Linked DNA regions of Mus musculus: region 2 is linked to region 1. Evidence: chromatin contacts called from public Hi-C data. All regions are on one chromosome and are shown on one strand. Each heading gives the region's core, a stretch centred on a gene start, on an enhancer-like site or on the middle of the called end of the contact. The rest is flanking DNA. Distances are from core to core; before and after follow the strand shown.

The links. A called contact is a pair of places that touch in the nucleus more often than the background predicts.
Region 2: a contact with region 1 is called in a Hi-C map of uterus, with 4 times the contacts expected there. The contact joins two enhancer-like sites. A contact is called at or near these places in 1 of 15 datasets of contacts at CTCF or cohesin (the NIH/3T3 cell line), 25 of 484 Hi-C or Micro-C datasets (B cells, CD4 T cells, DN2 thymocytes and 18 more), 5 of 115 datasets of contacts at active chromatin or transcription factors (the 230-238 cell line, embryonic stem cells and heart atrium) and 3 of 9 other capture datasets (adipose tissue, liver and pancreatic islet).

The regions. Positions count from the first base shown.
Region 1 is chr3:122,941,618-122,946,597 of GRCm38.p6, forward strand. The region is part of intron 14 of Usp53 (ubiquitin specific peptidase 53); the gene reads right to left. Among named protein-coding and RNA genes, the nearest start is that of 1810037I17Rik, 20 kb to the left of the region's middle. Within about 2 kb of position 1,959, at least 35 of the 459 cell types and tissues checked have an H3K27ac peak or open chromatin away from gene starts, as enhancers often do. A contact at or near this core is called in uterus, where this site is marked.
Region 2 is chr3:123,083,890-123,088,769 of GRCm38.p6, forward strand. All of the region lies in intron 4 of Synpo2 (synaptopodin 2), which reads right to left. Among named protein-coding and RNA genes, the nearest start is that of Myoz2, 51 kb to the left of the region's middle. Within about 2 kb of position 2,787, at least 14 of the 459 cell types and tissues checked have an H3K27ac peak or open chromatin away from gene starts, as enhancers often do. A contact at or near this core is called in uterus, where this site is marked.

The DNA.
Region 1 (4,980 bases), core at 709-3,208:
GATTAGCTATAAGAAAATGAAGTCCTTACAAAATAACAATAGAATGCTATCCTGGATAGGGGAAGGTTTGGGAGTACTCAGCCCTACACAAAGAATCGCAGGCAACTATGGAATATTGAGAGCAGGAGAAACAGTCTTGTCCAGAGAGGAACACACTAGCTGGTTATCCAATATCAAATGTTAATATCTGAAAATGTACAAATAACAATCTAGGCTCAACAAATTATATGTATTTAAGAATATATATGTATGTACATATACAAAACACACATATGTACACACATATATTTTTGTAACAGCAATTAATGAAAAAAAAAAAGCTTCCATGAATTTGAAAGAGAGCAAGGAAGGATACATGTGAGGGCCTGGAGGGAGGGAAGGGAAACGGAAAATGATGTAATTATATTATTATCTCAAAAATAAAAGAAAAAATGACAGACATATTTATGTGTTACAACATGGTTAACCCTTGTGGTCATTATGAAAGGATAAACACAAGCCTACTTAAACGAGGCACCATGAACAGCCAAACTGATGACAAAACAAACCAACCAAACCAAAATGATAGCTGCCAGTTTCTTGGGGGTGGAGGGGAGCCTGTAGAGTTGGGGTCTTGATAAGGTCATTTGGGAGATGGATGGTGGTGACAATTGTACAGTGTAAAAGTACTTAATGACATAAAAACAATTACAATGTTGAGCTTTTTAAAGAGTTCTTTACTGAAATAAAAGTGAGTGTGTAGTGCAACAACACACACTCACACATATGAAATGTGTAAACTCACTGCAAAACAATGGAGTTTTCATCATCAAACTCTCTATGGCCTGTGTTTTGTAGCCATCAGGAAGCAAGGAGCATTTACTGAACTTGCAGGAATTGTTCCTTTCACTGAGTCCTGCTGTGATTTCTGGCCAGCCTTTTACTGTTTCCTGTAATACTTGGTTACTTAGACTTTTATCAGACTTTTAAAACAAGCCAGGCATTTTGATATGGGAAAGGAAAGTTATTTCCTTAATATAGTGTTTCCTCCTGATAGCATACATTTGATGAAAACAAAATAAATTAGCAAATAATCATTTTCAAGGCTTGTAACCTGAAAAATAATCTCCACAAACACAAACAAGGACTAAAATGTTTTATAATTGGTTTGTGGCTGCTCACTGTGAAAATTTACACCTCCTTTCTTTGAGTTCTAAAACTTCAGAACAGTTTCCTTTATTTTAACAGCACAGCCCCTCTTCTCCCACCACAAGCGCTCATGTTTGTTTGGCTTACAAGCTACTATATATTTTTAGCATATCACCTGTAACAATGCCATATCACTGCATAATTTCCAAACTAAAGCTTTTCTAATGATCACTTGTTAATCTTTCTTAACACCTATGGTATCATTGTAGCTATTACACAGGCATCCGTAAACCCACACTCTCCCACTGTCCCTGGCATTGTTGCAGTTATTATACATACTTAGTTCAGTTCCAGCACTTAGAAAACTCATGTTGCCATCCTTAAAACTAGGATTGCTTGAAGCATTGCCATGGACGGTGGGTATAAGTCCAACTTCTAGTGGCACTAGAAGTGCCACTTCTAGTGTAATGTTTGAAGAGCCCAGAGATGATTCTGTGTTGTATGGTCTTTTCATTCCTACAACTACACTGCTTCTGTGAGACACTGGCACCTAGGAAGATACCCTGTGCTGACCCTCAGTACACATGTATGAATAAGGTATAGACTGTGACAAGACACTGAAATCTTGAAGATATTACCACTTGTAAGTATGACAGTTAATATGTTAAGAGTCACTTAGGAAATTCATCTCTAGACATGAACATGAAGGTTGCTGAACTGAGGTGGGAAGACACGTGCTAACTGTGGCAGCACAGTCCACAGACTGCAGCCCTGGTCTCAGTATGAGCATTCATCTTTCCCTGCTTCCTAACTGCAGATGCAGTGTGACTCAGCTACCTCCAGTTCTCACGGTCATGCTATTCTGGCCACGCGGAGCTTGTTGGGAATAAGCAAAGGAATGTGACTAAGTACTGACATTTTACTTCAGACTCCGTTTTACCTAAGCTGACCAACTCCCTCTCTAAGCAACAATGGTTCCTCAAAACATAATGCCTATTCCTAACAACAGAAAGAACCAATAGATTTGATTGGTTGGGCACAACCACTTATATTCAGTCACTTGACAATGATGGAACACTTGGGAAAGTCCCTAATCCCGAAGTGCTGACTGGTGAAAATTACAACTGTAACTTGGCCCAGATGCTCATGGGTTTTATGTGTATAAACCCTGCTTCAGCCCCTAGTCGAGGGCTGTCAGAAGAAACAAGCTTTTGGAATCCCTGTCTGGTGTCCTGATTAATCAGCAACCACTTACCTGGTGAGAATAATAAAGGATTTTGCTGTTTCATGGTATATCCCCTCTCCATCCTCAAGGTGCACAATGGTCACAGTGTAACAGGTATTTAATACTCTCAAGCTATAAGCCCAGGTAACTCAAGCTGCCTTATCAGGTATATCACAGCAACACTAAACCTAACTAATACTGTAACCTAGAACCTGTATATCCCGGCTGATGATGTTTCCTTTTCTCACTCCTTTAAAAGTCTCAGGCATGGTCTTCCCCTATGGAAAGGAGCCAGCTCGGGTTTTCCATTTGGGATAAGGGGATGCTCTGGCACTTTGGTCTCACTTTTGGTTCACAATTTAAAGTAGGGAGCCTCTCTATACTCTGGCCTCAGTTATGGTTTGCCATCTGAGGTTAGGGAGTGCAGAGACTTCAGTCTCCACCCTAGGTCATCCCACAAGGTCAGGGAATCAGCAGAAAATCCAGCATGTATTCTCTACAGCTCTTCCTTATTTATAGAGAAATAGTAACTGTGGCAGGCCACTCTGTTTCCTGGTGCTCATGTCCTCCTTTCTTTCCTCCATATCGTATCCAAACTGTCACAACTCCCACAGTATAGTACCCATGATCTAGATAAAGTTCCTGACACACAATTCAAAATAAGTTCATAACAAGCTAAAGAGAACATGCATATATTCAAGAACACAAACTGGATAAAAGAAGGAAGTCAGTTTAGATTATGAAAATAGAAGTCAAAAGGAAATAGAAATATTGAAGAAAAAACAAACTGATAGAAATGAAAAACACAATAGGTCAAGTCAAAGTGCAGTGAAAAGCCCTGCCAATAGAAGGGATCACATGGGGGACAGAACTTCAGGACATGAAGGCAAAGGAGAGGAATAGGATCACACAGATATATACTTAGGGAAAATCTTTAGGACACTATGAAAGGCAAATTAATGAATTATGGGCATGGAAGGAGAAGAATAGGAAATGTTTTCAGTAAAAATCACAGAAGATCATTTCCCAAATCTTGGAAGAGAAATGCCTATCCAGATACAAAAACATCATACAGACAGGATAATAAAAGAAACACCCATGCTACAGAGTTAAAACACTAAATTTATAGAACAAAGAAAGTACATTAAAAGCTGCAAGCAATAAGGACCAAGTTGGACTAGAAAAGAAACAGCCATGTCACAGAGTTAAAACACTAAATATACAAAACAAAGTTAGCACATTATAAGCTATATGCAAAAAGGATCAAGTGACATACTAAGACAAGCCCATCAAAATAATTGCTAACTTCTCAGAGGAAACCTTAAAAGCTTGAAGACTTGGAAAAATACGCAACTCAAATTCTTAAAAACCACAACTGTCAATATACCCAACAAAACTATCTATCCTAAATGAAGGAGAAAGGAAAATTTAGCATTACAAAGGCAAGCTAAATGTAACTTATGACCAAATAACTAGCCTAATAGAGGCTACTGTGAGGAATTTTTCAGACAGAAAGGAAAGATTAAAAGGAAAGAAACATAGTCAAAGAAAGACAAGTTATACAAGAGGACCAAAACCAAAGCCAAACCAAAACAAAAAAACCAAGCAACCAACCCAACAAACAAACAAACAAAAAAAAAAAACCCTACAAAATCAACAGAAAGAAAAGAATCAACATACACTTTTATGTCCTAGGCACAGAGAGAATCTAGCAGATAGGATTAGAAAACAGAACCCTTCCTTTTGTTGCTTCTAAGAAATATACTCTGCCATCAAAGATACATTGTCTTAAGGTAAAAGGGTGGGAGTTTTTAGAAACAAATAGGACTGAGAAAAAGCAGACATCCCTATTCAAATACCTATAAAAAAAGACTTCAGAGTTAAATCTAACCAGAAGATATAAAGACAGTTCAAAATCTGTAAAGAAACAGCCCAACTAGGATATTACAATTCTAAATGCACCAAATACAGGCTCACCAAATTTCATTAAACATATGCTTCTTTAATAAAAACACAAATTTATCATACTGCAGTAATAGTTGGTGACTTCACTATCTCAGACTTTCACCATTACAGTCATCAGATAATAAAGCCACACCACATATCAAATGGAACAAAGAGACACTTCAGAACATCCCACCAAAATTCTACAGAACACAAACTCTTCTTAGACATCCATGATACCTTCTCCAAAATGGAATTACAAACTAGGATACAAAGCAAGCCTTAATACAGAGAAAGTAAAGCAATCTCTTTTATATTTTATCTGAGATCACAAGGTAGTAAGACTACAAATCGATAGCAAGAGAAATTATAGAAAATACACAAATTCATGTAAAATAAACAGCACAATATTGAATGAATGGAACATAAAAGAAATCAAGAAGGAAACTGAAAAATTCCTAGAATTGAATGAAAAATGAAGACACAATATACTAAAACCCATGGGATACATGATAGTCCTAAAGTTTATAGCTCTAAGTACTGATAGTAAAAAAATCAGAAATATCTCAAATAAACAACCTAACTATATACCTTTAGACATCTTTTGAATATGATACAGCTGCTGCCATTATGAACTCTCTGTGTGCACATACATACACACCAAGTCAATTTTAGAGTGTATT
Region 2 (4,880 bases), core at 1,537-4,036, 140 kb after region 1:
AGTGTGGAGGTTAGAAGACAGTTTTCAAGAGTGGGTTCTTTCCTCCTGTGTGATGGAGGACTAAATTCACAGCAGGCTTGCATGGCAGCTGTTTTTACCCACTGAGCTGTTCTGACTAGCCCAAATGAAAGATATTTTTGGTTAGAGAGTATTTATCATGTATTAGTAACTAATCTGTCAAGTTGGCTTTCCTGGTGACCCCGTCAAATTGTTTCTCTTTGCTCCATTATCTTTGAAGTTGTGTTTAACAAAGGGAAAGAGATCTTTCCGTTGCCCAAACCAAACAGGTTCTGGCATCCTGTTTACTTCTAAGGACAGTTCTGTAGCTATTCAAGTTGCCCAAACCAGTCTTAAAGGCTCCACCTCTGTCTAAGCTCTAATTTTAACTTTAAGAGAAGGGGTTCCCGTCCTTTCTCCATGTACTCGTTTCCTCTCCCACCTTGCTCTGACTCCCTGGTGTAATGGGCGAGGATAAAGAAAAGCAAAGAGAAAAGGAGTTTTTTTTTTTTTTTTTTTTCAGCAACCCCATCTTCAGGCTTTTAGGTCTTGGAAACAGACAGTTTGAGAGGGGGAGATTTCATAATAAAGACACAAGACTGCTCCCTGAGGACCTAGCCCATGGTTCTTAATTCTTGCTTAATGTGGAGTGGTGTGTGTGTGTGTGTGTGTGTGTGTGAGAGAGAGAGAGAGAGAGAGACAGAGAGAGAGAGAGAGACAGAGAGAGAAAGAGAGAGAGAGAGAGAATGTGTGTGGTGTGTGTGTGTGTGTGTGAGAGAGAGAGAGAGAGAGAGAGAAAGAAAGAGAAAGAGAGAGAGAGAGAATGTGTGTGTGTGTGTGTGTGTGTGTGTGTGTGTGTGTGTGTGTGTGTGTGGTGGCGCACACCTTTAATCCCAGCACTCGGGAGGCAGGCAGGCAGATTTCTGAGTTTGAGGCCAGCCTGGTCTACAAAATGAGTTCCAGGACAGCCAGGGCTACACAGAGAAACCCTGTCTCAAAAAAAAAAAAAAAACAAAAAAAAACAAAACAAACAAACAAACAAACAAAAACAAAAAACCAAAAACAAACAAACAAACAAAAACCTAGAGTTATTTTGAAAGAGGAGCCTCACCATCTAGAGACTGCCATATCCAGGGATCCATCCCATAATCAGCTTCCAAACGCTGACACCATTGCATACACTAGCAAGATTTTGCTGAAAGGACCCAGATATAGCTGTCTCTTGTGAGACTATGCCAGGGCCTAGCAAACACAGAAGTGGATGCTCACAGTCAGCTATTGGATGGATCACAGGGCCCCCAATGGAGGAGCTAGAGAAAGTACCCAAGGAGCTAAAGGGATCTGCAACCCTATAGGTGGAACAACATTATGAACTAACCAGTACCCCAGAGCTCTTGACTCTAGCTGCATATGTATCAAAAGATGGCCTAGTAGGCCATCACTGGAAAGAGAGGCCCATTGGACTTGCAAACTTTATATGCCCCAGTACAGGGGAACACCAGGGCCAAAAAGTGGGAGTGGGTGGGTGGGAGGGTGTGGGGGACTTTTGGGATAGCATTGGAAATGTAAATGAGGAAAATACCTAATAAAAAATGTATATAAAAAAAAAAAAGAAAGAAAGAGGAGCCTCAGTTGAGAAGATACCATCACCAGGTTGCTTGAAGGCAACTTTGTAAGGCATTTTCTTGATGAACCTGTGATATGGGAGGAGCCATCCCATTGTGGGTGGTGCCGGTCTTGGACAGGGTGTCCTGGGGTGTATAAGAAAGCAGGCTAAGCCAGAGGGAGCAAGTCATAAGCAGCCTTCATCCATAGCCTTTGTTTCGGTTCCTGCCTCGGGTGCTTGCCCTGACCTGCTCAGTGATAGAGTATGACCTGGGAGCGCTAAGATGAAACGAACCTTCTTTCCCGGGTTGCTCTTGGTCTTCATACTTCATCTCAGCAACAATTGATACATGAGCCGTTTCTGTGCATTCTAGGAGGTAATTTGAAACTCTTCTGGATTCAGCTAGGAAGCTGTCTACTTTAGCTTGTAGCTAGCTGCTCGGACCCATCTGCCCCCTCCGGAGCCTAGAGACTTCCAGTCACCTCTCATTTGCTCCTGACCTCTCCTGGTCCATGGGGAAACACATACCATTTGTGGGCACGAGGCAGCAAACTTCCTGGTTCTTTGCCAAAACTGCTTGCCAACCTGTGTTCTCCCTTTCCAGATTTCCTGAGCGTGTCAGGTCACAGCCCTCTCTGACCCATTAGCTGTCCTCACACCGCCTTTCAGGTCAGCTCATCTCAGACTCCACTCAAAAATTCTTCTCCTACATGGTCTGAAGTGAAGGCCAGGGTTTCTGAGCCCCTGCCCTCCACTGTCTGTATCCACGTTCTGGTACGTACAGTCACAGGGACCTGGCTGAGGATGCGAGCCCTGCAGAAGTAGCGCGCCATTGTTATCTTTGTAAAGCCTACTGCTCTGTTCTGAACTCGGGTTAGTGCGCAGCCGCTCCTCTCTGGGGTTTCTTGGCTAAGACGCCAGCTTCACTATCGTTCTGCATGCATGCACACGCCATTTCCAGCCAGCTAAGTACAAAGCCCTTTATCATAGTTTTCTGTGTTAAAATATGGGCTAAACATGGAATAGAATTTTAGTCTACAAATTATTTTCAAGGAAAACGTCTAGAAACTTTCAATGGTCTTAAGAGGAGAGACTTTACAACTTGCGCAGGCCCTGCCTTGCAGAAAAGGACTAATTTCCTTCCAGGGCATCATGCATCCTTGGCCTGGGGACTTCCTCCTTATACTGAACCACACCTCCGTTCCTGGCTTTACCTGGTTGTTGATCCTGGTGCCTCAGAAACACAATCTCTCAACACTCTTTTTCTCTTCTTTCTCCTTCTCCCCAGTGGTTGGTTGGTTGGCTCAAAGCAGGGTCTCACTCTGTAGCTGAGGTTGGCCCTCTGAGTGGCCCTTCTATTTTAGTCCCTTGAGTGCTGGGCTTACAGACATGACTTAGCACAGACAGCTGGCGTCTACTTCTTTACAGACTTTAGGTTCTAACTTCTGCCCCTCAATACGCATTTGATCACTTTCACCATCTTGTCCCTGACTTCCATTTTCTATGTTCTTCTTTCAGTTTGTCAAGTAAGGTTAATGTAGAAACATTTTGAAATACACGCACACACACATGTGGGCATGCACACACATAACTGTGTGTACTCACACATACCCAGAACCAACCCGGGGGCTAAGTTAAACTATCCGTCACTCTGCCCATGGGTCCATGTCATCTGGCAGATATGACAATAACTTACATGGGTCAGTCAATCCTATATTTAGAGCATTTGGTTCTTTAACCCATAAGAGTACACGCTAATCCTTTTATGTGTACCAATCTTAAAATAGCTCAATATTTTTAATACAGTAAAGACTACAAGATGCTCACTGAACTCATGAGCCAGGTGGGGTAATATATCCCACAAGAGGAGCGAATACTAAATAATATTTTTCTACTTTTGCCTTTAATTATAGATGACATGAATACATTGTTTATCATTGTGTATCAGGCAGTGCGTGTTCATTGCTTCTGTGGACAGCTTCATACAATTCTCAACACAGACCCATGAACCGGACACTATCATCATCTCTGTTTTCTATCTGTGTACCTCTTGCACTTGAACAAGGTAAGTAGCCTCCCCTCAGGTCAAAAGCTAAGGACAGTTAGTGTGAGGAGCTGAGCACAGGGAGTCTCACAGCAGAGGTCTTTTTCAGTCCTTTTTCTTTCTCTCTGTCCTAAGAATTGAACTCAGGGCTTTGCTTATCCTAGGCAACTGTTCTGCCACTGAGCTATGCCTGGCTCAGAGGGGTTTTTGTTTTAATTAATTAATTTTTTTATACTCCATATTTTATCACCCCCCCCATCTACCTTCGACTGCTCCACATCCCACACCTCCTCCCCACCCCATCCTGTCTCCATGTGGATGTCCCCACCTCCACCCCACCTGACCTCTAAACTCCCTGTGGCCTCCAGTCTCTTGAGGGTTAGGTGCATCATCTCTGAATGAACACAGACCCGGCAGTCCTCTACTATATGTGTGTTGGGGGCCTCACATCAGCTAGTGTATGCTGTCTGTTTGGTGGTGCAGTGTTTGAGAGATCTCAGGGGTCTAGATTAATTGAGACTGCTGGTCCTCCTACAGGAGCAATCTCTCTTCTCCTCAGCTTCTTCCAGTCTTTCTCTAATTTGACAACAGGGGCCAGTTGCTTTTGTCCATTGGTTGGGTACAAATATCTGCATCTGACTCTTTCAGCTGTCACACTTGTAATCTCAGAATTCAGGGGACAAAGGCAAGAGGATCACTGCAAATTAAGGGCAGGCCTGGGCTACATAGTGGTTTCCAGGTCAGCTAGAGCTCCATAAGGATTCCTGTCTCAAAGAGAACAAACTCAAGTGTTCATCATTCATAGTAGAATGGTAGACTTTACGGAAAGCAAAATGTGAAATTGCACGGGGAGACATTTGTAAAACAAACAAACTAAAAACCAACCAATCAAACAACAAAACGTTGGACTCTGATACTGGAGCTGGGTTGGCAGAGGACTTGCCTAACATACACGAAGAATCGGTTAAAATCATGATGACCTAGGCCTGTAATTCCAGCACTTGGGAAATAGAGCTAGAAAGGTCAAGGTTCAAGGTCATCACCAGATGCAGAACAAGTTCAAGGTCAGCCTGGGGTACAAACAACAGGCATACAGTAACCATCTCTCATAACATTTAAATCCATGAAAACTATCTTAGGACTTTTGGAAGCAGCCATTTAAATTCTGTGCTAATCTGTGCCAATCAATACTGGTTATTGGTGACCAGCATACAGGAACTATTCACAGATCAC